Linked DNA regions of Mus musculus: all the other regions are linked to region 1. A link is a contact called in public promoter capture Hi-C data. All regions are on one chromosome and are shown on one strand. Each heading gives the region's core, a stretch centred on a gene start, on an enhancer-like site or on the middle of the called end of the contact. The rest is flanking DNA. Distances are from core to core; before and after follow the strand shown. Region 1 holds the start of Churc1 (churchill domain containing 1). Region 2 holds the start of Snapc1 (small nuclear RNA activating complex, polypeptide 1). Region 3 holds the start of Rdh11 (retinol dehydrogenase 11). Region 4 holds the start of Pigh (phosphatidylinositol glycan anchor biosynthesis, class H). Region 5 holds the start of Plek2 (pleckstrin 2). Region 6 holds the start of Eif2s1 (eukaryotic translation initiation factor 2, subunit 1 alpha).

Region 1 (5,202 bases), core at 973-3,472:
TCTGTCTAGCAGCCATCAACACAATGTCTTTAGAGTAACTTCTTGTTTTACCAACCAGGAAAGTCTTACTGTAATTTAGTCTGCTTCATTTAAAGCTGCACTTCATGTGTTCTTTCGCCAATACTGTCAGACTAAAGTCAGGCTGCTGTATCTGATTCTAGTGCTCCCATTGCTGTAATTCTGGGTTCTTTAACGTCTGCACTACTGACACTGGGGCATACAGACCTTCGGTTAGATGGCTGTCCTGTGCACTGCAGTATAATACTCGGTCTCTACCCACTAGATGCCAAGGAGCGCCTTCACTGTGACAATCAAGTGTCTCTAGATATTGCCAAACCGCTTCCACTTGAGAGCTGATACTCTAAATCTAATTCACACTCACAACCCTACTCTTTATATGAGTACACTGAAGCTGTCTTCAGACACACCAGAAGAGGGCATCAGATTCCATTACAGATGGTTGTGAGCCACCATGTGGTTGCTGGGAATTGAACTCAGGACTTTCAGAAGAGCAGTCAGTGCTCTTAACCGCTGAACCATCTCTCCAGCCCACAACCCTACTCTTAAGACATTTCCTTTTACGAACACGAGTTTTGCTCTGGCCTACGACAAATAATGATCTTACAAGCATTCTTATACACGTTGCCAGGAGATGAGAGCACGTGCATTTTTCCGGGATAAGCACTTCTGTGTCATTCCAGGGGACATTTAAATTTGATAATGAATGGTAATGACTTTATAAACCAAAGTGGTTGTACCATAATGAAAATTCCTCTAACATAACAATCTCAAAAGACTTACATATAACTCAAAAAAGAAGTTTTCTTTTTGTGGGGTTTTTGTTGTTTTTTCAAGACAGGGTTTCTCAGTGTAGCTCTAGCTGTCCTCAAACTAGCTCTATAGACCAGGCTGGCCTTGAACTTGGAGATCTGCTTGCCTCTGTCTCCCCAGTGCTGGGATTAGAGGTGTGTGCCCATCACTCACAAACTATTAAGAGAAAGAACTATGAGGATGTTTTCCCTCCCAGCCAACTCAAGGGTCCTTCATCTTGCTATTGTCCTGCAGATCCTTCCTCCTCTAAATCATCGTCCAAACCCACCTTATGTGGAAGGAGAACACCGCAGCCCCATTCCTGCTCAATCTTCCTTTTCACTACGTTTAAACAGCAGCCTGTCAATCCTATGCCCCCAAATTGCAAGCCCAGAAGCAGCCCCAGAGCCTTGGCAGTCACTCCTTCACAGAGCAGCCAAGCACTCTCTACACACATCAACGTGCAGTAGTGATTCCCTGAAAGAACAGTAAGAGCCAAGCCTCAAAACCTCCTAAGCCCGAGAGGCGCAAAGGCTTAAAATAAGAGCAGGGGGTATAGTTCTGTTGGCAGAGTGCTTGCCTGGTAGGGACACATGCTGGGGTCAGGCCTCAGTGCTAAGAAGGGAAGGGGAAAGGGAAGGCGCAAGGAAAAGAGAACGGGACGAGGCGGAGAGGGAGATCACAATCTAGTCTCGGCTCTCATACTTGGGCAGGTGATAGGTCCTCTCTGGGGACCAGTTCTGCCATCTTCAAACGTGGGTTAGAACCAGAGGCTGGAAGTGTAGCTCAGTCGGTGGCAAGCTTGCCTCCGCACCAAGCTCTCACTTCCATCCCTAACATTTTCTAAATTGAGCCCAGTGGCGCGCGCTTGTAATGCCAGCGTTCAAGAGGTATGTGGAAGGAGGATCAAAGTCAAACAAAATCCTCCTCGGGTACATAGAGAGTTCGAAACCAGCCTGGGCTACACAAAACCTGTCTCAAAAAAGGTGGATTTTAAAATGACCTCATACGTTCATTCAGCGACAGAATGAGGTAAAAAGAATTCCATCAAGTCGAGCTGGAGGATGAAGCCGGGATCGCGTCAGGGCCTCAGAGGCTGCTGTCAATTTGGGTGGGTAGGTAATTTTGAGGGTTCCCCGTTGTCCCCAGCAACAGAACCGGAAGGACCGCTGACGTCAGCCACCAGAGGGAACCTGCGGCCGGTACTCAGGGTCACTGGGGTGACAGGACTGCAGAGTGGGCCCCTGGCCTGTCTAGGAATATCGGTCGAACACCGAGCCTGCGAGAGGCTCTTCGCGCCCACTTGCTCACCCGATTGGGGTACTCCTTCTCCACACAGTCCCCACACATCGTCACGCAGTTTTCGGAGAACGACCCCAGCGACACCCGGAAGGCGAAACCTCGCGAGAGTTGAGATATCGATTTTGTCGCACACGATCTAAGGACTCCACAGCTGGCTAAAAGTCTCCGCCCATAGCAACGGTTGTTAGGCGGTCTCCGGGTAAGGAGGGTGCACCGAGGACTGGACTCAAAAATCTTCAGGTATTGAAAAGATCTGAGGACTCAAAGAAGTGTCGAAAAGAGGAAGAGGCTTTGAGCCTGAAAGAACTTCTAATAGGCGCCTTCTTGAATTCTGATTAAAAAAGAATTACAGAAGTACAGCAAAAAGGGGAATTGTTTCTTCTTGCCTCCATTTTTACCAGACTCAAAAAACCTGAAATGACAGTTTAAATACCATTTTGTGCTATAATAACAGATAAGAGATCAGACTTCAGAGAAGGAGTAAGCTGGTGTTTGGGAAGAGAAGCTTAGAGCGCTGTCGAGAACCTACTAAATTATTTAAATTAGATTCTTATCATACGCCTTGTACAAAAATCAATTCAAAAATGGATCAAAACCCATTATCTAAAACAGGAAACACTGAAACTTCCAGAAGAAAACATAGGGGATAGTTGTCAAGATATTGGGTTGGAGGGGCTGGAGAGATGGCTTAGCCATTAGGAACACTGAATGCTCTTCCAGAGGACCCAATTTCACTTCCCAGAACTCACATGGCAGCTCACAACTGTCTGTAACTCCAAGATCTGACACCCTAACACAAACACACATGCAGGCAATGTGCATAAAATAAAAGTAAATTTTTTAAAAAAGACACTGCTTTGGACAAGAACTTTTTAATTAGCACAGGAACACTAACACTAACAGAAACTAACCCTTAGTATCAACGGACTACACGAAAAGTTTCTATTCAGCAAAGGACACAATTAGCAGAAAAAAACAGTCCTCAGCATGGGAAACATCTTTACCAGCCATATTTCAAACAAGAGGCAAATATCCAGAATTTATAAGAATTGCAGAAACTAAATACCAAGGAAACAAAACTGCCAGTCAATAAATGGGCAAATGAATTGAATAGACACTTTTCAAAATTAAAAAAAAAAACAAAACATGGCCAATAAGTGTTCATTGTCCTCAAACATCAGGGAAGTGCAAATTAAAATTATTTTTTAGATACCCTCTCACCCCTGTCGGAATGGCTCTCATCAATAAATCTGATGACAAATGCTGGGAAGGATGTGGAGAGAAAGGAACTGTTAGTCACTGTTGGTGGGAGTGCAAATTAAAATACAGACATTGTAGAATCAGTTTGGTGACTACTCAAAAAGTTAAAACTAGAATCACCATATGAACCTGTTATTCTATTCCTGGGCATTTACCCAGAACACATAGGAATATTTACACCCCTGTGTTTATTCCTGATTTATTTACTCTACCAAGAATTAAGATCAACCTAGTTGTCTGTCAACAGATAAAAGTAAAATGAAAAATCTCTCTATATAAAAAATGGAGCTGGGCAGTGGTGCACATGACATTAGTACCAACACTCGGGAGGCAGAGGCTGGCCAAACTCTGTGCAGTTTAGGCCAACCTGGTCTATAGATAGAGTTCCAGGACAACCAGGGCTACACAGGAAAAAAAATACTATTCAGTTCTAAAGAAAAAAAATGAAATCACAAAATTTGTAGGAAAATGAGTGGACTTATAATATTAAGTAAGGTAATACACCCTCAGGAAGGAAAAAAAAGCTGTTCTCCATGATACCCAGAATGTAGTTGTTAGCATTCTAAGCTCCACCCCATAGTTACCTGGCAACAGCCAGGTGTGCCTGACTCACTATAAAAGGGGCTGCTTGCCCACCTCTTCACTCTCTTGCTCCTGTCTTCCTGCCCCTGCTCTGTCTTCTCGACCATTCTTCCCCTCTCTCTCCACATGCTCATGGCTGGTCTCTACCCCTCTACTTCTCTACTCTTTCTTTCTCTGCCTTTCTCTGCCTCTACTACCCTCTTGACTCCCCTCCCCATGCCCTGAATAAACTCTATTCTATACTATATGGTCCTGTGGCTGGTCCCTCAGGGGGAAGGGATGCCTCAGCCTGGGCCCACAGAGACACCCCTTTCTATGCCTCCATAGAACATACCCCACCTCTCTTTATCATTTTATAAACACATCAGTAGTCACTAGTATGTGTGTGTGGAAATAAATGTGTATGTGGGAATAGGATCATATAGAGAAAAGAGAAGAAGAAAGTGTAGCAGTTAATTAAGCCACTTTGCCTCCTGATAGGTCTCTCACTGCACCTGCCCAAGAGCTCTGGATTAGCCAATGAAAGACACACACACACACACACACACACACACACACACACACACGCATGTCAGCTAATTTTGATATGCTTTGACTAGCTCAGTGACTGAGCACTTCTAAACCTCCCCGTGGCTAGCACACACTCCCCTCCAGTATTCCTAGCTTAACACACAAATGTAAAATGCAAACTTCTGGGCACCTCCTCCACCCCCACAGGGCTGCTTTCCCTTTCCCCCTGTACAGCTGGATCACTTTTCTCCTGCAGCTCTTAACTCTGATCCCTCTCCTCAGTCTCTCCCCTGGTCCCTTGCCCAAGCAATCTAAAAGTCCCGCCCTGTCTCCCTGCCCAGACATTGACTGTACAGCAAATCTTTATTACCAATCGAAGTCAGCTAGGGGCAGGGACCCTCAGCTCTGGAAGCATGGCTTTTGGGAGCCAAAATAAGACAAAGCATTAGAACCAATTCCCAACATCTCACTCTTTCCGTCCAAATTTTAAAAGGGTTCTTCTTTCAGACATAAGTTGAGCATAATCATAAAAATTATGAAAATTACAAAGTATGATATGCAATTAATATCAAGTCCATCATATTTGTCAATTAGATAAGGTACTCTACTATTTACCCTGACCGAAAGAGTTTACAGTTCTATACCTGAGTTTTGTTCTGACTTTAACTTGTATTATTATCTGAATATCATCCTTCCTAGGTCATCTTCCTCAAGGCTCAACAACTTAAGTATTATTAT
Region 2 (5,202 bases), core at 1,435-3,934, 2.8 Mb after region 1:
CTGTCACAAAGTCAACCTTCAAATACAACCTTAGCTAAAATGCCTCAAAATACATCATATAATTATAAATATGCTGTGGTTTTCATATTAATAACAGCAAAACAAAATGGTAAACACCTAAGCACCTTAGTTAATATAATTTATTACATCTCATTACAAATGGAAGAGGAAACAATAAAAATAATAAGTACAGTAAAAGAACACAAAAGACCTATGGTAGGTAGTGTGGAGACCAAAATGACTCCTAAAGAAAATCCAACTGGGCTGCAGTGGCATACGCCTTTAATCCCAGCTCTCAGCAGGCAGAGGCAGGGGAAACTCTGTGAGTTTGAGACCAGCCTAGAATACTCAGTTCTAGGACACTCTGGGCTTCACAGAAAGACCCTATCAGGAAAAAGGGAGGGGGGGGGGTAAGGAGGGAAAGTTACCCCAACCTCTTTAGTACAGTGAAAGACTTTAAAAACAGAAAAGACAAGACAACAGGCTGTGCAAGGTGATGGCACCTTTAATCCATCTCCATGGTACTTTCCAGGCCAGCCAGGACTGTATAGTAAAACCCTGTCTCAAATAAATAAATAAATAAATAAATAAATAAATAAATAAATAAATTTAAACTAAGTTTTAAAAGGAAACAGGAAGACATAATAGATTTAGATTCTTTTTAAAGATGGGGTCTCTATCTTCCAGCCCAAGCTGACCTCAAACTTGCAATTCTCCTGCCTCTTGATCGCTCTAATTAATAAGCCTCTGATACCACACTTGATAAAATTAACTTCCTCTAAGTGTCAATTTTCTTTCTTTTTATTTTTTTTGTTTTTGTTTTTTTCAAGACAAGGTTTCTGTATAGCCCTGGCTGTCCTGGAACTCACTCTGTAGACCAGGCTGGCCTCGAACTCAGAAATCCGCCTGCCTCTGCCTCCCAAGTGCTGGGATTAAAGGGGTGCGTCACCACGCCCGGCTATAAGCTTCAATTTTCTAATCTCTAAAACATGGAACACTTATACCAGCTTTTCAGAGCTCTAAGTTAAGTATATTAGATAATGAATCCATTACAGTTAGCTACATAAAATATCAGTTGTACAATAAATAATTTTTGTTGTTATTTGGGGTTTTGAGACAGTGTCTCCTGCAGAATTCTCTTTGTAGCTAGGATGGCCTTGTACTCCTGGCCTTGATTCTCCCCACATTCTGGGCATTCTCCCCACATTCTGGGCATTCTCCCCACATTCTGGGCTTAGAGGAGTGCTGCCCCAGAGCAGGTTAATTTCATCACCTGTAGTAATTTACACCTTAATTTGTAATAACTGACAATCTACATAATAGTCTAAATCAATAATATAAAAAGTTCTATTTTATTCAACAAAAGATCTATTAAGATTCCATTCAATCATTTACCCTTTTCAAGAATTTATATGGTATGGTAATTAATACAAACACCGTATTCAAACGTGGGCAAGGTGGTGAATGCCTGACCTTAGAAGGAAGAGTCAGGCAGATCTCAAGGCCAGTCTGGTATAACGGCAAGTTTCAGGCCAGCCAAAGCTACACACAATGAGGGCAAGTCTCAAAAACAAGTAAGGAATACCACATTAATCACATGGCTGTTCTCACTAAGTTCAGTCTAAGGGAGAAATCAAAGAGTAGTAATAACTCTGAACATTAATTTCACACGTCGAACCAGCTAATATATTGATTCATTTAATTCCCACACTATCATGATCTAGTTTACAGACAAAAAGGGTTGTCTCAGATCTGGGGGAGGGGGACTGGAGAGCTGTATTCAAATCCTGATGCCCAAGACCCATCATCTCCACTCTTCACCGTTATCCAAGACTGCGTCTCTAATTATGAAATATACTCTAGACGGTGAGATAAGCCCTTCGTGCTGGGGGTAGACAGAACTCGAGCCTCTCACTTAGTCCCGAAGGCCAAAAGAATTCCCTAAAGAACTGTCATTTGGGTTCAAAAATGACTGACGAAGTGGACAAGCAAAAGGAGATGGAAAATTCCCAGGCTAGGAAACGCCAGTGGAGTACCAAAAGCAACTCGAGCCAAGAGAGTGAGTGCAAGGTGTGGGCACTGGAGATGAGGCTGGGGACAGAGGTAAAGGCAGCTACTGGCTTGAATCTAGGCTTTATCCAACTAAAGGCGATACACAGAGATTCAAACCTGCACTTGCAACGTCAGTTGTTGCATGCTAAATGAATTCGTTCGTAGAGGACCCTGTGTCGGTGGGAATACTTTGTTTCTAACCGCGGATTCATTCGGCAATCAAGATTGGAGGAGGTTTGGCCTCGGATGGAGGCGGTGGAGATGCAGAGGGCCGAGCCAGCAGAGTGCAAGGGCGACCCACGGAAACCGCCAAGGCGGAGGTCGGGGATGCAGGCTGCGTTCCCCACAGGAGAGACAGGGTAGGAGGACGAGGCACACCCACCAGAAGATGGTCGCGAACTTCATGCTGCGCCAGAGCTCCGTGAAGTCCTCGAAGCGCACGCTGTCCATCTCTTGGAAGCGGCTGAGCAGCGTCTCGTAGTCAGTCTGCAGGCCCGGAGGGATCCCCACGCCTTCAACAGTTCCAGCGCCCGTGGGACGGGTCCCGGCGCCCGCAGGAGTCCCCATGCTCACTCTCTCCCGGACCCGGCTTCCCCAATGCCCAGAAGGCCCTGTAGCACCGCCCCAGTCACGTCACATCACGTACGCGCACTCCGTGACGTACTATCCGGGACCTCAAGCCCCGCCTTCATCCGGGTCTTACCTGGCGCCTGTGGCGCTTCTTGCGCGTGCGTAAATGCAAGGTGATTTTAGTCTAGGAAGCCGAACTTGGTGTGATACACGCCTTTAATTTCAGTGCTTGAGAGGCAGAGACAGGAGGATTTCTGTGATTTACAAGCCTGTCCGGTGTATGCAGCGAGTTTCAGGTCTACATAGAGAGACCCTCTAAATAAATAAATAAATAAGACCTTCAAATTAGATAAGTAGGTAGATAAAACAATAGTAGTGCCTGCTAACTATTAATCAATAGGACATGAAGACTCGATTTCTCTCTCTCTCTCTCTCTCTCTCTCTCTCTCTCTCTCTCTCTCTCTCTCTCTCTCTCTCTCCCTCCCTCCCTCCCTCCCTCCCTCCCTCCCTCTCTCTCTCTCTCTCTTTCTTTCTTTCTTCTTTTTTTTTTTTTTTCCGAGAAAGGGTTTTCTGTATATCCCTGGCTGTCCTGAAACTCATTCTGTAGATCAGGCTGGCCTAAAACTCAGAAATCCGCCTGCCTCTGCCTCAACTAACAGCCCCCAAAAGGATTTGAGGTCTTCATTGCCTCCTGACTTATGTAAACTACACTTAGCCTGCCAGTCTTCTTTAAAGTGACTCTACAGTAGCAACCACCCTAACCTCCCTCCACGTGGGAAGATGATCTAAAGAGAACTTGTTAGGGAAGGAACTCCCGTGGTTCTTCCTCATTGCCAAGATCCCCTACAGTCTATGCTTACTTGAGTGATTAATTTGTGGCTCTCCAAGTAATATGCAACCACTCTGGGCAGCAGTTGCTGTTTCCTACCGTTGTTGCCTCTGACAATCTAGCACACTGTCTGATATACTGTTTGGCTAAAGTAGCTCTCTAGAAATCCCACTTTTTAGCTTCTCCCAGGGGCTTGTTACGGGTTAGCATTCTGTATTTGAACTGTATTTCTGTTTTGAAGGCACACTAATCTTTAGAAAAGGTATTCTGGGATGTGCTTGTATGGATGCATTTATTTTATTGTTTGTAATGGTTTGTTTGTGTGTGTGTGTGTGTGTGTTTTCATGAACACACCTCCTGGCCCATGTGGAGGCCAGAAGTTGATGTCCAGTGTGTATACATATATTTTAGTTGTAGTGGGTTTTTTGGTTTGTTTTGGGTTTTTTTTTGTTTTTTTGAGACAGGGTTTCTCTGTATAGCCTTGGCTGTCCTGGAACTCACTTTGTAGACCAGGCTGGCCTCGAACTCAGAAATCCGCCTTCCTCTGCCTCCCAAGTGCAGAATTAAAGGCGTTTGCCACCACGCCCAGCTATAGTTGATTTTTAATTTTATGAAAATAGAATTGCAATCTACAACTCATATTCTTCAAAATATTTTTAAACATTCAAGATGTATCTGTGCTGCTATTTGCAGCCATAGTTCCTATTTTCACTGTTGAATTAACACTAATACTTTGTTGAATTAATACACAATTTGCCCACAGTTCCCTCTTGGAGTTTATATAAATTCCAGATTTTGCTATCATAAACAAAGCCACTACAATCACATCTCCACCTACTTTGTAAGGACAAAATACAGAAGACTTAATCAAATTTGAATTTTCATATCAACTTTAAAGCTTACTTCCTGTGACAAAAATCCTTAAGACAATTTACTTTAAAAAAAAGAAAAGAAAATGTTAGCTGGGTATGGTGGTGGTGCACACCTTTAATCCCAGCACTCAGGAGGCAGAGACAGGTGGATCTCTGTGAGTTCAAGGCCAACCTGGTCTACAATCTGAGTCCAGGACAGCCAGGGCTGGTTACATTGAGAAACCTTAGAGAGAGAGAGAGAGAGAGAGAGAGAGAGAGAGAGAGAGTTTATTTGGACTTCAGTTGATTGTTAGTTAACCCTATTGCCTTGGGAGGAACGCAAATGATGGAGCTCTTAGGGGTATGTGTGTGTTTGTGTGTGTGTGTGTGTGTGTGTGTGTGTGTGTGTGTGTGTGTGTGTGTTGGGGTTCAAGAATCACCTCCCAAACCATACAAACACTGATCTTAAGTAAGAATAGTTTATTGAACAGACATCTTCATACTGAATGTTTGGGACAACAAAAAGGACTCAGAAGCTTAACTGTAGTATTAGACTGCTCTCAGGATAGACTTTTTATAGGAAAAATCAGCTTCAGACATTTAAAGGGCAAGGAGGCGAGCAGTTGGCTTCCTAGGCAAAGCTCTTTGGTCCTGAGTACAGTAAGCAGGGTGGTGAACAGGGAAACTTCAGAGCATTGAGATAACAGAGCATGCATGTTATACTCTTAACTTTGGGTTTATTAGTAGCATTCTTCAGTGTCAGCCACAAAAACCACCACGAGCTCATACATAGGTGCAGGAAGGACTGCCAACTGCTCAGCTCTGACTCAAGATATTTTAGACATAACAGTTCAGATTGACCTTTGATTTGATGGGTCCTACATAAAGTTTTGTAGAATT
Region 3 (5,202 bases), core at 1,967-4,466, 2.4 Mb before region 1:
CCTGGCGTTCCCCTGTACTGGGGCATATAAAGTTTGCCTGACCAATGGGCCTCTCTTTCCAGTGATGGCCGACTAGGCCATCTTTTGATACATATGCAGCTAGAGTCAAGAGCTCCGGGGTACTGGTTAGTTCATAATGTTGTTGCACCTACAGGGTTGCAGATCTCTTTAGCTCCTTGGATACTTTCTCTAGCTCCTCCATTGGGGGCCCTGTGCTCCATCCAATAGCTGACTGTGAGCATCCACTTATGTGTTTGCTAGGCCCCGGCCTAGTCTCACAAGAGACAGCTATATCAGGGTCCTTTCAGCCAACGCTTGCTAATGTATGCAATGGTGTCATCGTTTGGAGGCTAATTATGGGATGGATCCCTGGATATGGCAGTCTCTAGATGGTCCATTCTTTTGTCTCAGCTCCAAACTTTGTCTCTGTAACTCCTTCCATGGGTGATTGTTTCCAATTCTAAGAAGGGGCAAAGTGTCCACACTTTGGTCTTCATTCTTCTTCAGTTTCATGTGTTTTGCAAATTGTATCTTATATCTCGGGTATACTAAGTTTCTGGGCTAATATCCACTTATCATTGAGTACATATCATTTGAGTTCTTTTGTGATTGTGTTACCTCACTCAGGATGATGCCCTCCAGGTCCATCCATTTGCCTAGGAATTTCATAAATTCATTCTTTTTAATAGCTGAGTAGTACTCCATTGTGTAAATGTACCACATTTTTTTTTTGTATCCATTCCTCTGTTGAGGGGCATCTGGGTTCTTTCCAGCTTCTGGCTATTATAAATAAGGCTGCTATGAACATAGTGGAGTATGTGTCCTTCTTACCGGTTGGGACATCTTCTGGATATATGCCCAGGAGAGGTATTGCGGGATCCTCCGGTAGTACTATGTCCAATTTTCTGAGGAACCGCCAGACTGATTTCCAGAGTGGTTGTACAAGCTTGCAATCCCACCAACAATGGAGGAGTGTTCCTCTTTCTCCACATCCTTGCCAGCATCTGCTGTCACCTGAATTTTTGATCTTAGCCATTCTGACTGGGAGCACCAGGAGTTTTATGTGGCAAAGCCAGAGGAGTAGTGCCCAGGTTATGGATTGTAGGTGAAGAAAAATGACGTCAGCCACAAGGTGGTTTTATCTGTGTCCTTGACCAGCAAAACAGCAGCTGCCACAATACGTAGGTAAGCTGGCCAAGCCTCGTGAGACAGGGTCCAACTTCTTAGGCAGATAGGCACCTGGTCTCTTCCAAGGACCCAGGGTCTGATCAATACCCTTTGGCTATGCCTTTGTTTTCATCTACATACAAGTTGAAAGGCTTGTAGCTGTCTGGCAGGGCAAGTGCTGGGGCTTCAAGTAGTTCATTCCTTGAGACTGAAAAGCTTTGTCCATTTGGGGAGTCCAGTTTAAGACACTCTCCTGCCCCCTAGTGGCCTCGTAGAAAGGCTTTGCAATCTCTGTGAATCCTGGTACTCAGAGACTGCAGGAACTCACAAATTTGATACCAGGTCTTGGGGACTGAAATGTTGAGAATCGTTCCTTTGCTAGCCTGGGATAGCAGATGTTGCCTGTCCACCCCCCCCCCCCGCCTTGGTTTTTCCCCAAGGTATGTTACATCATTTTGGCAGAGCTGCACTTTCCTCACAGACATTTGATATCTCATCTGGTCTAACTCTCTGAGCAAGGCATAAGTTGCCAAACAGCAAGTTTCTTCATCTGGGGCAGCTATGAGCAAGTCATCAATATGCTACTAGAAAGTTATCTGGGTGTGGGCCTGCCTGTATGTATATGTATATGTGTATGTGAATGTGTATATAAATATATGTCTGTCTGTCTGTATATGTATATGTATATGTGTATATGTATATAAGTAAGTATATATCTGTCTGTCTGTCTGTCTGTCTGTATGTATGTATGTATGAAAAATGGTTGGAGCCTTGCTCTATCTGTCACATGTGTGAATGTATGTGTGTGTGTTTATAATTCTTCCCCACCACCCCCTCTCTCTTTTCTTTCTCACTGATCCCCAAAGAGTTGTCTCAAGAAGGCTGAAGGTTGAAGCAGGAAGGAGAAAGCTGCAGCTTTGACAACTCCTGAAGCAGTACTTCACAGCTGTCTGTGTCACCTCTCAGAGACTACACCAGTTTATTGTAGAAATACTGTTAAACATGTATAAAATGAATAAGAAACAGAATACGTAAAAGACTTTTTTCTTTGAGCTGTGAGCTGCTCTCTACATACTAGACACTAAGAAAGCGTTAAATGCTGATGATTACTAGATAATCCAATACTAAATCTGTAAGAATATGTCTTCTTCCCAGGTGCTATACAGTATATGGCTCCAACTTGACTGTGGAACAGGTATCTTCCAATGAATGGAAATTAATTATGCAAATGAACCAGAAACTGAATAGTGAAGGTGGGAAACCACAGACAATGACTTTTAAAACTTGTTAAACATGATAACTCATGTTTATCCCCATGAGGTACACCTCAAAGGAAAGAAAAGTTTGAACAGGGAGTTTGCCTTTTCCCAAAGAAATGTTCCTGGCCTTAGTTCAAGACGGGATTAAACTCTTTGACAAAGTGATAAAACCAACTGTGCCAATCTGAGAAATGCATTGTTTCCTTGAAGAGTAATACATGATATAGTCATCCAAGAAACTATTTTATTATCAAATAACAACCAAGGGCTTGGGAAATTATGAAGGATACTATCATAGATCGAAGTACACACAACCGTGACTCTCTAGGAGGTCTTAACTTGCTTTGCCCCATAGGGCAAAGGTCATCTCTGAGGAAGGACATCTTCCGCCACACCAACTGTCCGACTAACGGCTCCTGCCCTTTGTAATTAACCTCAGAATACTTTCCAGACGCTGTCTCCCAGACAAAATGTAATTTCCTAATAATGATTGGGGAAAATTGAACCAAACACTGGACTTGGGCTCCAGGAGATAGCAAACCCGCGAGACTTCCAAAGAGTCAATTAGTGGCCAGAGGAGTGGTAGAAGGGCTGGCTCAACGATCCCACAGGCCTAGGCCCTGGACCACTGAAGACCATTGCTCCACGGTTGTGTTATTCAACTTTTCATAGTGCTTGGAAGTATACTCTGAATGTATCACCGCCAGGCGGCCGCCAAATCCAGGACTACATTTCCCAGAGGGCTTTGCTCCCTGGCGGTTGCAGTTGAACCGGGGTGTGTCTAGGATCAGAAGCCATAAGTCCCGCTGTCCTCTTTAGAGCATCAACTTCAACTGCGCTTCGGTGGTGCTGAGATGTTCGGATTCCTGCTTCTGCTCTCTCTTCCCTTCATCCTGTACTTGGTCACGCCAAAAATCAGGTCTGTGCGAATGTTGCTTTTTCTTGCCAGGTCTTTTAGAGAAGATAAAAAATCCCTACTGAAGCCCTCTCCCTAGCCCCCGTAAAGAAAGACTAGGAAAGGACTGAGAAGCCCTTTAAGGTAGCAAAGATCTGGAGTTTACTGGACTGTAGGCGAGATCCTGGTGCCCTGGATGTGGGCACGGCCAGACGTCAGACCCCAGGTGGTCGTAAAAGCGCTCCAGGTCTCCATCATCCTGTATTGCTCTTTCTGGCCTACCTTATTTCCTCTAGCACTATTTGCTCTCTAGCTTCGGGAAGCCGCTGAGTATGGCGGGCTTTAGATTCTAACTGTTTTCTCCACTCCCAAGCTTTGAACCAGCCTTTGTCTAACTATTTGTCTCCAGCCCTTGAGGTACTACAGGAGGGTTGCACTTTTTGCTCTCTGAACCCGATGCCAATGTTATCTGGGGCATGCTTCCTTGTTGCCGTTATTCACTTGTTTAGGTGTTTGTGACAACTGAAGGGGAAGATTCATTGTCCTTCGGAGTAGGAACACGTGCTTGTTTGCCCTAATTAGATTACTAGGAGCCAGGAGAAGAACCACGTGGTCAAAGGATGGTTTCTTAATTAAGTGTCAGGTCAGCCCAAACCTGGAGGTGTGTGTAATCACCTGAGAATCAGCGGCAGGCTACCACAAGGGGCAGTCCACTGATTGGTTCTGAGTAAGTCACCAGGAGTGACGGTGGACCAGTAATAAACGCCACCTTCTTTCTGGGCGTGGCCATAGTTCCTATTGGAGCTGAGGCTGTGCCATCCTTCTGTCATTTCTTACCATGACCAACATTTTTTCTTCCAAGACCTACTTCCCACTCTTTTTGCTTTTTCTTCTCTCTCTGGTGGCTACTTTCATTTTTCCCCTCTCCTCTCTGAATACTTACAGCTCCCATAAGTAGGCACACATGGGCCTTGTACTCAGGTAAAAACTTGGGTTTCTTTTTACCACAAGATCTTCATATCCATATAGAATCTCAACAAAACATGAACCGGAGCTACATCCAGTGAAATGTGTCTTAGAAGCGAGCACTCTAAGGACTCTACTATCCCCGTTGGAGCCAGCATGGGAGAGTGGGGCCAGAGCTGCGCTTTCAAAGTTGATTTCTTGTTTTCGATGATGACAGAGGAAGGAGGAAGAGCCAATTCCTGGTCCCCAGGATTTGTCAGTGTTGAAGTTCAGTCTGAAGGGACGTGAGACACAGAGCCAGGGGCCTTGATCGCTGAGGAGAGAGAGGTTCCTTTGGGTACCACAAGTTAGTTTGTCTTAAGTAGTGGCTGCTTGCAGATAACAAGTTTAGTGGAATGGTTGAAATGCTCCTTAAAAACGCACTTCTGAGTCAACAGATCCTTTTAGTCCTAAAATTGAGAAGAGAAGAGGAAAATCTGAGGGTTGTGTTTGTGCTTCATCCATTTGGAAAGGCCAGCAAAGCCTACGCACAGGTGCAAGGACTCCAACCAGACAAACGTATGGATCCTCACTCTGCTGGAACTCTGCTCTGTTGTTGTTTTGTTGTTGTTGTTCTGATATTAATGTGTGATGTCAGTAGTCAAACCCAGGGCTTGGCATCTGGGTAAACTATGTATGCTTACCCTGTTATATTCCTAGCCCTTGTCTCATTCTTAAATGTTTTGTTTTTGTTTTTAAATGTGTGAATGTGGCTATCTTTTTCTTATTTTTGACCTAGATTCATAAGCTTATGATTTCTATTCTTTGAATTGGATTAGCCCTTCTTAAGATTATAAGATGCTGTTTGTCACAGATTGGCATAGAAAGGCCACTTTTCTTCTGTTTGGTTGAATCTTATGATTTCCTAAGCCAAGC
Region 4 (5,202 bases), core at 1,564-4,063, 2.3 Mb before region 1:
AATCCTATATTCCCAGGTTTGAATTGGAAGCCTCTCATTATACTAAGAGACAGGAAAACAAAACAAAACAGACAACAACACCAAAACAAAACACCAGCATGCTTAAGGGTCTAGGTTCAATCTCTGCCACAAGTGTACATGCCTGTACACACATATGTATGCACACATGTACATACACACATGCCCCTCTAAGACCCAGAAAAAAATCTCAATTTAAATGAAGTAGACAATTAACAAAACCAACAGTGAGATGAAATAGATGTTAGACTTTTCTTACTGAGGTGGTTTGAATGAGAATGTCCCCTGCCCCCCATAGTCTTATATGTTCGAACACTTGGTCTCTAGTAGGTGGAACTATTTGGGAAGGATTAGGGGGCGTGTGGCTTTGTTGGAGAAGATGTATCATTAGGGGCTGGCTTTGAAGTTTCAGTAGCCCACACCATTCCAGTTGGTACTCTCTCTCCCTTGTTTAGAGATCAGATGTAAGCTCTCAATCAACAGTGCTATGCCTGCCACCATGCTCCCTTCCATGATGGTCATGAACTTTAACCCTCTGGAACTGTGAGCCCCAATTAAATGCTTTCTTTTATAACATGCCTTGCTCATGGTATTTTGTCACAACAATAGAAAAGTAACTAAGACACATATATCTTAAAATGCATAATTGAAGTGACTAAGACAATAGTCCCGATCTTGTCCTGATCTTACCCTAACTCCATTTAATGTTTGCTCCCTAAACCTGTGAACAGTCATGTCGGCCTTGGTGTCACATTTATGACCTACCATGACCCTGACCATGGTTCAAATGCTTAATCTGAATATATAGCCCAAGCAATTGTTACAGTTCTGTGACCTACACTTGATGCCATCATGAGGTTTACCTTTAAAAGGCTATATACCACCATAGCTTCGGGGCCAAGAGTTTTTTTGAGGCTGGTCATAGTCACTGGCCAGTAAGGACTCTTAATTGGGACTTATATACATGATATCCTGTAACTTTCTCACATGGACCATTTACACACCCCCAGCATTTCAGAAAAAGCTGAGGCTGAAGGATCACAAGTTGGAGGCAGGTTGGCTATAGCGTGAAACCTTCTTTCAAAATACACCTCTGCCAAAATCAAACAGAATAAAAGCTATAAGACAGCATTCCTTTATAAAACTATTTATTTATCTGTGTATTTATTAGGCGTGCCATGGCTAGTGAGCATGTGGCAATCAGAGGGCAACTTGTGGCAGTTGGTTCTCTCTTTCCATCATGTGGATCCCATGACTCGAACTGAAGTCGTCAGCCTCGGAGGCTGGTTGCTTTCCCTGCAGGGCCCCTGGGAGGCTCATAACACAGTAGTCTTAGAACTACGAAATCCAAGTGTAAGCAAATCCTAAAGCAAGAGCTCCACAGAAAAGCTTTGAAGAGCCCAGCCTGAGCCTGTGGAGTCCTCAGTGGGATTATTCAATTACATTTGTTTCTCCATTATTCATATTTATAGTGACTCAAGTTCTAAGAATAAATTCAAAACAGTGGAAATAATTACATCATCAGAAGTATGATTGTCTGTGCACTGCCACAGTAGTGCTCCATCCATGCAAATATATGGTTGGCAAACAGCATCTATTAGTGGCTCCCCCAGTTACCTTTCCCTAGTGATAAGTACTTGAAGAACCAGCCTGCTTCCATATTAGGCTTGAAAGTCATCTTACAGTGAAGACAATCTAGGTTCATTCTTGTTTATGAGTAAACCTGTTTTTCAAGGATTGAGCTATGCCCCACCTGTGACCTTAACTACAAATGGTTCTGTACTGCTTGTTCCAAGAATGCAATCACGTCTTTGTTTCAAAAAGTTGTTTATAGTCATCTTGCAACCTGACCTTTGCTTCAAAGGGTTATATAGCTACCTTGTTAGGCCCATCTTTGCAACCTTGTGTCTCTGTTCCAGAGGGACTTACTTGCTATGCTTGTGTGCTGCTCCTATAACTATATTTTGACAGACAAACCCCTCATTTGGAAACCTTCCTATCCCTGAGCTATAAAAGCCTGCCTTCACATCCAAAGCTGAACCCCATCTCAGGAGGAGGCAGCCCGTGTATGTGAATTTTTAAAGCTTGCTTTAATTAATTTGGTCATGATGATTTGGGTGGCGGTCTTTCTCCTCTCGTTTTTTTTTTTTTTTTGGATTAATATACTCTTTAGCAGCTGAGCCATCTGCCCAACTCAAAGCCTACCTTCTCTTCCCATGCATCCTAGCCTTGCTAGTTTTTTGATTCCTGTGACTGAAACCCATTCCAGCCTCCAACTTTGTTTTTTCCTGGTCCTTCTTTCTGGAGACTACCCCCACCTCCACCCCAACTCCCCACAGAACAGTGTGGCCCTTGTAGGTTTAATGGCGAAGACCTTTAAGACCTTTACTTAAAGCTGCCCAGACCTTCTACTAGTCTGAACATTTTTGTCAATAACACTACTTAAGTTACGTCTATTTTTTTTTTTTTTTCCTACTAGGAAAGAAGCTATGTAGAGACAGAAATCTTCAGTACCTAAAATCCCTTCGCAGGGAAATGAATGAATGAATGAATGAATGGTTACACCTGCAGACCATTTTGGGGGAGTCTTTCTGGCGTAACAATATAAATGAGTCAGTCAAATGAACAGAGATCTTAATCTGCCCAAAACTGGTGCCGCGGTTCTGGGGAGTTTGGGCTAAGGATAAACTGGGAGAACTTGCTGCAAGTCCCAGCCCTGCTCTCAGTGAGCGACTACGGCTGCGCGGACAGGCAGGGCTCAGCCGCTTCCGGGATGGTCGGGAGCCAACGAGACTTCGAGCCTCCGGGTGGGCTAGAGCGGCGCGACATTCAGGTGTGTGCGGCCATGGAGGACGAGAAGAGCTTCTCCGATATCTGCGGCGGCCGCCTAGCCCTGCGGTGCCGCTACTACTCACCGTACTGCCGCGAGTTCGGCCTCAGCTCGGCTCGGCTGTCGCTGTGCTCGCTCACCGCGGTCACCTGCGCGGTGTGGCTGGCGGCCTACGGGCTCTTCACCCTGTGCGAGGTAAAGGCGGGCGCTCGGCCGGCGCAGGCAGCTTGGAGAGGTCTCGGGGCTGACCCGTGGGTCCGGGAGGGTGGGGACTCCCTGGATCAGGGTCGCCGTTCCACGGCAGGACTGCCCTCCCTCCCCGAGAAGTTTGTGCTTCTGGACGTTCTACCACAGTGGACCTACTTGCCCTGCTCATTCATGGAACATAACCTCCTCAGAGAACTCAGTGCATCCTCCCGCATCACTTACTGGGTACCAAAGCCAACGGATAGCAGGCGTGCGACAGAATTACAGAAAAGTTTTTGCCTCCACAACTGTGCAGTACAGAATCTCCACCTAATATCTGTTTCTCAAGGCCAGGTCAACTACCATCCCCTCTCCCAACCCTTCCCCAGTTTAAGTGCATTTTCTAAAGTGTTGCCAGGTCTAAGACACGAGGGTTTTCTATGCTCAGTTTTCAGACTTTCTAATCTTTTTTCCCCCCGAGCCTCATTTTTAACATCTCTAAGTTGAAATTAATGGTTCAAAATATTGCGAAGGTCAACTGCTATTATTTTGTGACAGTTCCCAAGCAAAAAGAGTCATCCGATTGGCCTTTGTTCAGGATGTTCTGTTCTGTTTTAACTCCCTGTATAGCCCTAAAATGAATATATTATTCCAGGAGTGATCTTAATAGAGCCAGTACACCAGAACTGTTTATTTCTGCAATTTTCATATTGTTTGTATTAAAACATCCCTTAGCTTTTTTCTATTCTTTTGCTATTATTATTATTCTTACTTTGTCTGGACTGGAAGGCTCTATGTGGAGCCTGCCTCTGCCTCCCTAGGGTTAGGATCAAAGGTGTGTGTCATCATACCTGGTTCAATCACATTTATGCTATCAAAGTGTGTGGCAGAGCATCATAATTTGCACAGATTTTCATAGATGAAGTTAAGTCCCCTCACTGAGGGTCTGGGGAATGAATGGCTCATCAGATGACTGCAGCGACTGCCAAACCTGACCACCTAATGCCAAACCTGACCACCTAATGCCAAACCTGACCACCTAAGCCGAATCCCCAGAACCCACATGATGGGAGGGAAGAATGGATTCAAAAAAATTGTCCTCTGACCTCTGCACAATAAATAAATATAAATAGTAGGGGCTGGTGTGGTGGTGCACACCTTTAATCCCAGCACTAGGGAAACAGAGGAAGGAACATCTCTGAATTCAAGGCCAGCCTGGCTACATCAGTCTACATTACCAGCTCCAGAACAAACCAAGGCTACACAGTGAAACCCTGCCTCAAACACAACACAAATAGTATTTTTTAAAAGACTCCTAATCTTTACCAATTTATATTTAAAAGTGTCTTCACAGGTCAGTTGAAGTTATTAAACTGACCTAGTCCTTCCCCAAAATTTTTAATATAATTGGATTTTTATTCTTTTTTGGGGGGATGGGGAGTGTTGGGGTCTTACCATGTAGCCTTGGCTGTTCTTGAACTCACTGTATAAACCAGGCTGGCCTGTAACTCAGAGATTCACCTGTCACTGCCTCACAAGTGCTGTTGTTAAAGGGATACATCACCATGCCCAGTTGAATGTTAATGCCAGCCTATGTTCCTGATACCCGTGCAGTTATCTGCTGAATTTCTTATTTCAACCCCCCGGGGGGGTTCATAAAGAGTAATACTTTAATAACCTTGACATTGATAAAGTGACAAAGCTGGGCTTCCAAACTGGAGCTGCCTGACTTTGAAATCCCTTTCCATTGTACTTTGGCCTCGCAGATCTCAGGCAGTTGCAATTGTTACTGGTTGGTTTGTTCAGAGATACAGGGTCTTGCTATGTAGTTTAGGCTGTCCACACACTCTGCTTCGTCCTGGTTCAGCCCCTGTGAAGGCCTGGGCTGACAGGTGAGTGAACCACACCCAGCTCAGAGCTGTTCTGTCAGTTCCCTACTGCACTCATCTCTCTGGCATGGACACCCAAATGTCCCCCAAATGCACAAGTAATTGTGCTCTCTTCCATTACTTCAAGACTTCCCGAGGCCTCTGTGTGCAAGAGTTCAGATCTCTGCTCCTATTCAAACTCATTCATGGAAAGAACTCTCAAAGGACTCCTTCAGATGTGTGGCTCAACCCTGACTCAGATGAGCGGTGTGCATCCTTAGAATTTTGGCCAGGAAAATG
Region 5 (5,202 bases), core at 897-3,396, 2.1 Mb before region 1:
TTTGCCTACATATATCTGTGTGAGGGGTGTCATATTCCCTGGAACCAGAGTTACAGGCACGTTTTGTTGTTGTTGTTGTTGAGCTACCGTGTGGTTGCTGGGAATTAAATCCAGGTCCTCTGGAAAAGCAGTCAGTGCTCTTACCAGCTGAGCCATCTCTCCAGCCGGAGACAGGAGAATCTTAAGTGCAAGACCAGCCTGGCTTATATAATAAGACCCTGCCTCAAAAAAAGGTAACAAATACAAGACAGCTAAATCAGCCAGTATGGAAGTGATTGAATAGGTTATGACAAAGTCATAATGAAATTTTATGTAACTATTGAAATCATCCTTTTGAACCATTTTAGTGATTGGTTAAGTTGCTTGCTAGCTATTGGAAGTTAAAAAGTTAGGGCTCAATTTTTTAAAAAATGAGGCAGCGTTGCTGGGGGAGTGTCACTAGGGGTGGGCTTTGAGACTTGTCTTGCCTCGACCCACACTTCCAGCTCTGATTCTCCAGGGATAGGTGGTCATTCTGACAAACTCACTAAGCCAAAGTGCTCATTGTGAATAAGGATCTACTGGATGTAAACAGAGGATTCTTATCCAAAGCCAAAGGAATGACTCTCTAATTCACATTAGGCTATGAGTCATTGCATACAAACACTCATCTAACAGCTTTCTCTACTCACTGATACGTGATAGGCATTGCCTGGCCCTTCATAACTAAAAGGTGTCTGCCTGAGTCTGGAGGTTCCTTCCTCCTCCCCAAGTCCAAGCGTTCCTGCTGTCTGTTTTCTTCTGGTTGAGCTGGGTTTATGTCATCGCGGTTCCTTGGTAGGTTGGTGGTGCAGTCATGACAGACTGGGGAAGACAGAGGAGGTGAGTCACACTGAAGGTCCAGTGAATCAGACGGGGTGGGCTGGGACAGGGGTTTCCCTCAAAGGAAGCGCCTTAGCTGTTCCTGGGAGAAACACCACCAGGAGAAAAAACCAACTTCCCCCCTTTCAGAGAACCCACTTAAGAACCCGTTTTCTAAAGAAAAGGCCCAGTCCATGCCTCCTAAAAGGAGTAGACAGGTATAGGATCTGACTTTCCCAGCTTCTCCTACTCTGGGTTTGAGCCCTTCTGGTATTCGGAAGCACGATTTCTTCCAATGCCCTGGTGTGATATGGTTCCGAGTGACTTCAATGGCTTCAAGTTTCAGTTTCCTGGAAAACACATTATTTGCCTCCTGGAGTTGGGGTATAATTGCAAATAAAACCTAGCACTATTGGAAAGAGAATGGAACCTCTGTTGTCTTTGGATTTAAAATCTAGGAAGCTGTTACCTGGCAACACAACACTGCCAGATCTCTTGCTTTACAGGTGAAGATGTATGTTTGTCACAGACCGCAGGGGCATGTGGGGCAGAGCCCAGCATAGGGACACTAGGGTGTGCTGGGAGCCAGACTGAAGGGCATCTCTGTCTTTCCATTACCGGCAGTTCTCTCTCTCTCTCTAATCCAGACACCCCAGGGCCTTTGTCCTGCCTAGCAGGTGTTCCCTCTGCTGAGCAAAGATATCAGGGATTCTATGCAGATCAGCACCACTGTCGTTTTCTTGTTTCAGGTGCCAACATGATGTGGTAGAACGTTGTGTTGATTCTATCGGGATATTTTCTTCATCATAGGCGTTAATTTTTATTTTAAAATATCGTATTACAATATGACTTACACGGATGACTCGATTATTTTGCACGCTCTTTAAACTCACCCAGAATTGCTAAAATCTGATTCTTTTTGGTTGTTTGCTTTTGAGATGAGGATGGTGTGATGTACACATTGAGGTGAGAATGTGTTCTGTAGACTATGCCAGTCACCTTAAACTTGAGATTCTCGTACTTGCTCTATACACTCCTCTGCCTCTCAGGAAAGGCTCAGAACTATAGACAGAGGTCCAGGGTCGTGTTCTTGGGCGATCACCGCGGGCCGTGCGGGGTAGGGTTGGCACACTGGGCACCTGGCGTGGGAAGGTCGGAGCAGAAGTCCCGACCGGGCCAGACTTCCTGCCCGCAGGGCGGGAGGCTCTGGCACTGGATGTGCGCCAGGGGGCGTCTCCGGGAGGGAGTGGCTTCCTGGGCGCGGGCGGCGTCGGCGGTGGAGCGCGGGGACAGCTCACCTGGACTGGCGACATGGAGGACGGCGTGCTCAAGGAAGGCTTCCTCGTCAAGAGGGTGAGTGTGTTCTGGCCTCGCGCCCGCGTGGCCGTGGGGACAGCGGGGCGAGCAAGTGTTGGACAAGGTGACGAGCTGGCGAAGTGCTCCCACTGGCCAGCGGATCTGGCATGCACAGGCTGGTCCTGCTTGGTTCAGGGCTTACTCTCTCCGGTGGATCTCTTAAAACAATTTACTGGAATTGAGGGCGAAGCCAGGGACAGGACCCATGGTTAGCATACTCAAGGCCCTGGATTTGGTCCACAGCAACACACCACACACACACACACACACACACACACACACACACACACACACACACCACACCACACTGTATTAAAGTACCATAAAGTGGTGTGGGTGCAGGGTGGAGAGAGCATAGTTAAAAGGTACGGCTGGAAAGTAGGAATGACCTTCTGTGGTAGAGAGTTAACTGTGGCTGACCGCAGTTAAGAGTATATTCTCACGTAGCTAAGGGGATTTTAAATGTTTCCAACACCAAGAAACGTTAATAAATGTTTGAGGTGATGGAGCTGCCAGTTACCCTTATGCGATCATTGCATGCCGTGCCTATGATTGACAACCCAATGTATGTGCTCCATGCATATGCACAGCCATGTCTCAATTAAGTATGATATTGAAATATAAGGCACCATGGATATGCCGTGCAATTTACAGCTTGAAAGGAAAGAAGGCACCACCCTTCCCTCCCTCCCTCCCTCCCTCTTCTCTCTCTCTCTCTCTCTCTCTCTCTCTCTCTCTGCTCAAGACTGAGCATCAGCAAGGCGAAATAGCTTGTCTAGCGTAGGTGAGTATTAGATAGGACATGAACTCCATCCTTAGTCCTCCCTCATCACCCTTGTTGAAGAAGCAAGAGTCCAACCAGGGACAGTGGGACTCCCAGGATGCCTAGGGTCAAGGTAGAAAATGAACGAAAGAACCTAAAAGAGGAACTTTTACAGTTTGGTGCATTCAGAAAACCTTGGATTTGATCTCTAACTTCTAAAACAATTACTTTAACATTGATGTCAATACTGAATATTTATGTTAGTATAATAGCATGCATAGTATGCATATAGATATACATGTGTGTATGTGTATATATGTATACACACATATATGCATGTATTTGTATGTATATGTGTGTATATGTATGTATATGAGTATATATGCATGTATATGTGTGTATATGTGTGTATATGTATGTATATGTATGTGTATGTATATGTATATGTGTATATGCATATGTATGTATATGTGTGTATATGTATGCATATATATATGTATTGGCGGCTGAGCCCTTTGGCTACTGTTCTGGGCTGACAGTCTCAGGAAGCTTGGTGATGAAGGGTAAAAAACTGTCCTCCTCATTGGTTTACTGGGTTACATCAGCCCCATTAGCCCTGAAGGTTCAAGTCCCTTTCATCCTCTGTTTACAAGATATCTGTGTTGTTTTGCACAGTGTGTGATATGGGAGGTAAAGGAGAGGCAATGTTTCTTCAAAGCTACAAGCAAGGAGGGTGGGAAGCTGATGCCAGATCAGTGGACTGGTGTCCATCTGTCCAGAATTCCACGCTCACTTTGTGTCTTTGTCATATACATGGTAATATGGTTCATCCAGGTCACAGTGACAGCCTGTGGGGAATTTCTGACTCCCATTGCACTGCAGACTGTGAGATGTCCGAGCCTGTGTTATGTGGAGTTGCTTGGTAATTGCTAGGCTGAGGTAGAAGCCCGTGGAGGAGTGGGGCTACCTCCAGGTCAAGCCCTTCAGATAGGGCTTTGTGGGCCTCTGCCTGTTCCTGGAGTTCCCTACCTGACTCTCCACCATCACTACTATGCACAGACAGGGGAGGGCTGAGGCTCACCAGGACCCTGACACACTGAGGAGAAAGAAGGGTTGCCCTTCTCTTCTGGGAGGCCTGGGTTAGCATCCAGGGTGTCAGGAAGGGAGGGGTCACGTTTGTTCCTGCCCAGTGAGGGAGCTGGTTTGGGACCCCTGCTTGTGACCACTGCCTGCTCCCACTGCCACGTAAATCCACGTTCCTCTCACGTGGCAGCAGTAAGCCTGTGCCACTGGGGAAGTTACAGGGTCGTGATGGCACTGGGTGGTTTAGGAGAGTTCACAGCCCCAGGATGGCGAAGACCTGAGCTGGAAGCCAGAGAGTAGAACAGTCTCCTGGAAGGCTTAGCTGGAGGCAGGCAGGCAGGGGCATGATGGATTTGGCTCCTAATCCTGCCCAGACAAGAAAACCAAACTTAACACAAAACATAGGGCACTTGCCAAGCCTGGCTTTCAGGGAGAGGAGCAGCCCTGTGTGTGTGTGTGTGTGTGTGTGTGTGTGTGTGTGTGTGTGTGTGTGTGTGTGTGTGTTGGGGGGCGGGGAACACAGCTCTACGGTGTAGAGAGGTAAAACAGATGTTGCCACCAGGCTTGCCTCTTGCTCATCATGCCGACCTGGAAATGTCAACTGTAGGACTCCAGGACTCCATCTCAAGGAAAGGCAGGGAAATCTGTATTTGTTTGTTTTTTTGTTTTTGTTTTTGTTTTTGTTTTTTTTGAGACAGGGTCTCTTGTAGTCCACACTGGCCTCAAAAGTTCTGTGTGTTATGGGTGACCTTGAACTCCTTGATCCGTCGGCCTCCACCTCCCAAATGCTGCTTCCTAGGCTTGTAACGTCATGTGCAGTTTATTCAGTGCTGAGGAATCAAGCCAGCTCAGCAAGCCCTCAACCAACTGAACTACGTCCCAGGGCCACAGAATACTTTCTATGTAAGAAAACTTCTAGAAGACTGGTGTAGTGGCTCACACCTCACTTGGGAGACTAAGGGAGGAGAATCCTAAGTTGGAGCCTCGGCTACGAGGGAGACCCTGTCTCAAATAAACAAATAACACAACCAATCAACCAAACACCCCCCTGGGAGCTGCCTACGTATCTCCTGAGGTCAACAAATGATTAATTAATTAATGGCTATTCAGATGTTGAAAATGCTTACAGTATTAGATCTTAAGAGGAAAATGACAGAAGT
Region 6 (5,202 bases), core at 977-3,476, 2.1 Mb before region 1:
CTCATTTGGAAACAGCAGTTCCATTTTTTAAACAGAGCTTCTCTTAAGGGAGGGAATGCAAATGCTTTCAAATATCTGTATAGAGAAAACTCGGGAATTAAACAAAGACTTCCAAAGTAAGCATCAAAATAAACACTGTAGAAAAATGTCTAACAATGCTAGGAGATTTAAAAGCTGCTAGTCATATTTATTAAGCAAATTTCTCCAAATAGTAGCATCCAAAAAGGTGATGCTTTTTGTCTTCATCAGCTGGTTAAAGGTTACAGGCAACAGGGTAAGAGAACACAGAATGGAAACATGGCCACTACTTTAAAAGGCACAAATCTGTTTGCAGAATATGGAGTAAATAATGAAATGGTATATTACTTACAGTAGAAAGAAAGTATTCTGAAACTACAAAGGGATTCGTGTCACAAAGAACTTACTTGTTGGCTGATTGACTAAATCAATTCATAAAAACAATTATTTAAAAAAGAGCCCATGTTTTTTTTTTTCTGTCAATAAAACAGAAATCAAGAATTTATTCAGTCCTTTTTGATAATTTTCAAAGCATTCTGACTTTTTTCATTTTGCAATTTAATCTGTTAAAACAATTTTGGGGGTAGTCATTACTTAGTATTAAGCAATTCTGACACAAAAATCCCTCCCTAGGGAATTAAGTACTAGTGGGAAAACAAATTAGGATTACAAGGTGTTCTGAAAAGGCCCAAAAAAGTATTAACAGGAAACCAAGGAACAGAAATATAAGTGACTTCAAAGACAGATACATAATATACACTAAAAACAAGAACTAAACTCAAGTCTTTAACACAAAATCTGATATCCACAAAGTTTCCCTGTATCACACACAGTATGACAATGTTAAGGGCTCTCCCACCCCCCCTTTAGAGACAGGGTTTCACTGTGCAGCTCTGGCTGGCCTCAAGCATTTTCAGTGCTGGGATTAAAGATATGTGTACCTCACACCTCTCACAAGGGATCCCACTTCTGTAGTTAATGCCATACAGACTGTATGTGTTCTGATGTAAACAAACAAAAACACACTTCAAAGCTAGTTTCAAATACCTTGCATTATTAGTATTTTGCCCCTGTTAACTTCTAGAGTCGGTACATTGTCATGTCACCATAGCAGATATGGGCAATGAACATTCCAAAATAAAATGTACCACGCTGGGAAAACGCTGTTCAGCTCTAAAGTTTACTAGTACAACTAAGTCTTTTGAGAATCAGGGCCCACCATCTGGCATCATAGGCACAGAAAAAGCACTACAATTTCATAACTGACATTTTTGATGAACTGTCGAGGGTCTCCACCTCTTTAACAACAACTTGAGGAGGAGAAAAATCAAGACTTTTCTGATGTACCCTTTCTTCAAGAAACAATGTTTGTTCCTTAGTGGAAATTAAAGCATCCTAAATATAAGGGGGTGTTTAAGAGCCCCAATGCGAGTACACACTTAACTCTAAAGTTTTACGCTTTCAGCGTCCATAATTACAAAACTCCAGTTTTATTTTCGCAGTTACCCAAACAGGGCAAATAACTTCAACAGCTGATTTTAAATTCCAGGAATTCACTCATACAGAAATGCACAGCTAGAGCGAAAACTTAACGACCTCAACACTAATAGTTCCATTTTGGACTTTTTTTTAACTTAAATATGGTGGTTTATCCTATTGTTTCTTTGGCGAAAAGTTCAGTCTCCACAGAGAGAAAAGTTTTGGCAGTATCTTGGGGCTGAAAAGAAGGATAAAAGAAAGAAAAAAAAAAAAAGCCCAAATTCTCCGGTCCGGTAAAAGCAATCGTCTTGAACTAGGAGTGGGACTGGAGTCGAGGGTTCTCCAGAGGCCTCCCCACCACAAGACATCTTTAAGGAGGCTGTAAAAATCTACTTGGCCCACGTTCCTTCAGGGGTTCCTCCGCCCGTCCAGCCACGTTTCTGGCTCGCAGGAGCAGACACCGGCTGGCGAGAGGGCGCAGGAAATCACCAGCGGGCGGTGGCGACGGGGTCCAGACACTTCCCGCGCAAGAACGGGAAAGGGGGGGTAGCCCGGGGCCTAGCCGCACTGGACAAAACCAAGGCGAATCCTCGGGGAGAGCAAGCTGCGGGGCCGGTCACCTGAAGTGGATGTGTGAATCCCGAAGTAGGGTCCCACGCCGTGCTGCTTAGTGGCAACGAGGAGACTCGGAACACCAACCCCGGACGCCGAAGCTCCTCAGCGTGCGCTTCGCCCAACCCAGCGCGCATGCGGAGCCACCTCTCACTGCGCAGGCGCCGACAGAAAAGGATCCTTCGTTGCCACTAACCATAGAGTCTTGGTCCTCCTAATATGGGCGGTGTGAACCAAGGGACGAGCTGAAGAGTCACTGCCCCTGGTATTTATAGATTTTTTTGCGGAGGGAACTTGCTAGGTTTAAAGGAGAGGTAAGTTTCTGTTTCTTGCTCCAGGATGATCGCTTTAAGTTTTAGTCAACCAAGAGAGGGCGCTGTGACGAATGGCGGAAAGCCGAGGAAGAGGAGGAGCGTGATCCTCTCCTGACCCATCCCTCAGAGCGTGCTGGGTGCCGGCGACTCGCCGGAGGGAGGGGCGGTGGAGAGACCCGGAATTCCGGACTGTGCGCGCTTCCACATCCGGGCATTCCGTCTCCTCCCCCTCCCTCAGTCCTCGCCCAACAGGAACCGGAAGTGGGAACCGGTTTCCTGGTTGCCTCTTAGCAACGCAGTTGTCAAGTGACCCGGTCAGCTGACTCCCGTGGAGGCGGGCACTGGGGTAACCGGTTCTGGAGGTGTTGCGGTCCCGATTGTCTCGCCGGGGGGCCCGAGCCGAGTCACCGTCAGGATGTCGGGCAAAGACCGGATTGAAATCTTCCCTTCGCGAATGTAAGTTAAAGACTAGGACAAGCGACAACCGTGTTCAGGCACATCTTCCCGGCGCGCATTCCTGCGTACCCTTGGCCACCAGCAAGGTTCCTTGGTTTCTGGGTCGCTCCTTGAGCTTTCCCCAGGGTCTTCGTTTCCTCTGAGTTCCGAGCGAGGTTTCTTTCCAACGCTCCCCTCCCCTGCTGTTTCTGAGAGAAGAGGCCGGAGAAAGTGGTTCCAGTCCACAGGAAAAGGGGGTTCACCTGCTGGCAGCTTTTGGAGGTCGATGCCTTTACTCACTCATTCCGCACACCCTTTGAGCCACACACGGAGTTTACATAACTGAGCCGTCGGCGCCATCTCTACCTCCCAGGGCTCATCATTGCTGAGGATTGAGATGTAGACGCTGAGGTCTGACCAAAGCTCCCAGACGGGAAGTTATGTGACAGGGAAGCAGCTAGAAGGCCCCTCAGCCAAAGTGACATTGAATGTGTCACCCTCTCGCAGCTGTAGGTTTCAGTCTTGGATCCCGTCAAGTGTTATTTGCTGTGGGAAGATATCCCTGCATTTCTGAGGTATTCCTATAGCCCTGTGATGACTGCACTCTTTACGTCTAGCAAGTGTCACTCATGACACTGTCACGCGGGTATTTATTTGGGCTGTCTCCTGGATGAAGGAGGCATCTTTTTAATGCATAGAAGGTCCACAGAAAATTGTTCCTTGAACCCTTGCTTGGGATGTGCTCAGTTACAGGCCGCCTTTCTGCTTTGGGTTAACATCCTTGTTAGGAGAAGTGATGAAGTGAAAACTTGAAGTTTTCTCAAATACATATAATAACTTGTGGAAAGAAAAGGGTATTTGTGCTCTCATCTTCAATTGTTCCTGAAGAAGGAAATCAGTTTTTATTCTGATAATTAGGTCTCTCACTGTGGTCCTGTTTTGGGGCCTGTTTAGGGTTTTGCGTGTGTGTGTGTGTGTGTGTGTGTGTGTGTGTGTGTGTGTGTGAGAGAGAGAGAGAGAGAGAGACAGACTGTATTGTTTACCTTATCCTATGCCTTTTTACTTATAGACCCAAGGACTCTTAAATAGTTTCATTTAAACCACAGAATGAGTTTCTGTCTCTGCCAGGGTATATGTAGCTCTGAGTGAATGAAAGGGTTTAATTATTTAAAAACAAAACAAAACACTTTTAACCTTCTCCCCAATGGCTTTGAAATGGCAAGTTATACTAACTGTACAAACCTGCCAGCTGTGGGGAAGTGCAGTGCTCGTGAAACAGCTAAAGATCAGGACGACCCTAGGGTGATCCCAAAGCCAGCATGTAATGGCCCCATCCAAACTTTACTGAGACATCCGATTCCAGGGTGGCTTCTGGAAACACAAGGACATATCCTAGGATGACCACAGTTCTCCTCCCCACTCCCCAGCCACTAGCCCCAACTGTAATGCCACTGAGTAATATCTCAGAGGCAGAGCTCTTGCCTGGCATACAAAAGGCCCTGGGTTGAATCCCCAGCACCTAAAAGTAGAAATAACCATGCCTGCCTCAAACAAACAAAACTCAAAGCCCATAGGAGAACTAAATACTGGTTTTAGCTGACATCTGATTGATAGATCCTAGACCTCTCTTTGAAAGAAAAAGGGTTTTTAATTGAATATATAGTTTATCTAACTCATAAATGTGTCAGGGATCTGAGAGAACCCTTCTTCGTAAGGTAATCAACCAGGACAGGGTCTCTGTGTCTCTGTGGGAGGCTAGAATCCTGACTTCTGTTCCTGTCAGAGAGCAGGCACAGTTGACACAGCCACAGGTGGACTTTCCCTTTTCTGAGCCTGCCTGAGTGCAACTCATGCTCTTTAAAGTGCCCAGGCACACCTGTGTGAGCCAGAATGGCGCTCACCTTTTTGCTTTGCTGCTAGTGGTCTTACTGTTATAAATAATGTCTGGCCATATTTAATCACTATTTGTAATGCTGGTATGTTTTTATTTTTATTTTGGGACTTTTAATTTAAGACTACAAGGTGAAAAATGGGCTTCTTTGGGCTCAGACAGGAGAAATGATAGGTTTTTTTTGGGGGGGGGGTTGGGTTTTTTGAGACAGGGTTTTTCTGTATAGCCCTGGCTGTCCTGGAACTCACTCTGTAGACCAGGCTGGCCTCGAACTCAGAAATCCGCCTGCCTCCACCTCCCAAGTGCTGGGATTAAAGGCGTGCGCCACCACGCCCGGCTCGAAACGATAGGTTTGTGATCCTGAAAACTGTTATTTGAGAGCACTCTGCTTGCTAGCTGAGAGGAAGTCAGGGGTGGGAAGTAAATATTTTCCCCAAAGCCTGACAGCAGGTT

Evidence for each region. Promoter capture Hi-C pulls out the DNA fragments that hold promoters and counts their contacts.
Region 2: a contact with region 1 is called in a promoter capture Hi-C map of pre-B cells, with 3 times the contacts expected there. The contact joins the promoter of Snapc1 here to the promoter of Churc1 in region 1. A contact is called at or near these places in 2 of 39 promoter capture datasets (hippocampal neurons and pre-B cells) and 1 of 484 Hi-C or Micro-C datasets (B cells).
Region 3: a contact with region 1 is called in a promoter capture Hi-C map of pre-B cells, with 2.1 times the contacts expected there. The contact joins the promoter of Rdh11 here to the promoter of Churc1 in region 1. A contact is called at or near these places in 3 of 39 promoter capture datasets (hippocampal neurons, liver and pre-B cells).
Region 4: a promoter capture Hi-C map of pre-B cells shows a contact between it and region 1, with 5 times the contacts expected there. The contact joins the promoter of Pigh here to the promoter of Churc1 in region 1. A contact is called at or near these places in 7 of 39 promoter capture datasets (the 3T3-L1 cell line, cranial neural crest, hippocampal neurons and 3 more).
Region 5: a promoter capture Hi-C map of hippocampal neurons shows a contact between it and region 1, with 3 times the contacts expected there. The contact joins the promoter of Plek2 here to the promoter of Churc1 in region 1. A contact is called at or near these places in 2 of 39 promoter capture datasets (cranial neural crest and hippocampal neurons).
Region 6: a contact with region 1 is called in a promoter capture Hi-C map of cranial neural crest. The contact joins the promoter of Eif2s1 here to the promoter of Churc1 in region 1. A contact is called at or near these places in 3 of 39 promoter capture datasets (the C10 cell line, cranial neural crest and maxillary cranial neural crest) and 1 of 115 datasets of contacts at active chromatin or transcription factors (large pre-B cells).

The regions. Positions count from the first base shown.
Region 1 is chr12:76,762,558-76,767,759 of GRCm38.p6, reverse strand. Churc1 (churchill domain containing 1) reads right to left here and starts at 2,222. Exons shown (of 4, transcript NM_206534.2): 1 at 2,122-2,222. The coding sequence starts at 2,160.
Region 2 is chr12:73,961,979-73,967,180 of GRCm38.p6, reverse strand. Snapc1 (small nuclear RNA activating complex, polypeptide 1) reads right to left here and starts at 2,684. Exons shown (of 10, transcript NM_178392.5): 1 at 2,435-2,684. The coding sequence starts at 2,619.
Region 3 is chr12:79,189,869-79,195,070 of GRCm38.p6, reverse strand. It overlaps Rdh11 (retinol dehydrogenase 11), which reads left to right and starts at 3,216. Exons shown (of 7, transcript NM_021557.6): 1 at 3,216-3,345. The coding sequence starts at 3,281.
Region 4 is chr12:79,087,281-79,092,482 of GRCm38.p6, reverse strand. Pigh (phosphatidylinositol glycan anchor biosynthesis, class H) reads left to right here and starts at 2,813. Exons shown (of 4, transcript NM_029988.2): 1 at 2,813-3,043. The coding sequence starts at 2,864. It overlaps 9230116L04Rik (RIKEN cDNA 9230116L04 gene), which reads left to right. Exons shown (of 3, transcript NR_110486.1): 3 at 2,498-3,778.
Region 5 is chr12:78,903,882-78,909,083 of GRCm38.p6, reverse strand. It overlaps Plek2 (pleckstrin 2), which reads left to right and starts at 2,146. Exons shown (of 9, transcript NM_013738.3): 1 at 2,146-2,193. The coding sequence starts at 2,152.
Region 6 is chr12:78,859,096-78,864,297 of GRCm38.p6, reverse strand. It overlaps Eif2s1 (eukaryotic translation initiation factor 2, subunit 1 alpha), which reads right to left and starts at 2,226. Exons shown (of 8, transcript NM_026114.3): 1 at 2,118-2,226. Atp6v1d (ATPase, H+ transporting, lysosomal V1 subunit D) reads left to right here and starts at 2,660. Exons shown (of 9, transcript NM_023721.2): 1 at 2,660-2,879. The coding sequence starts at 2,839.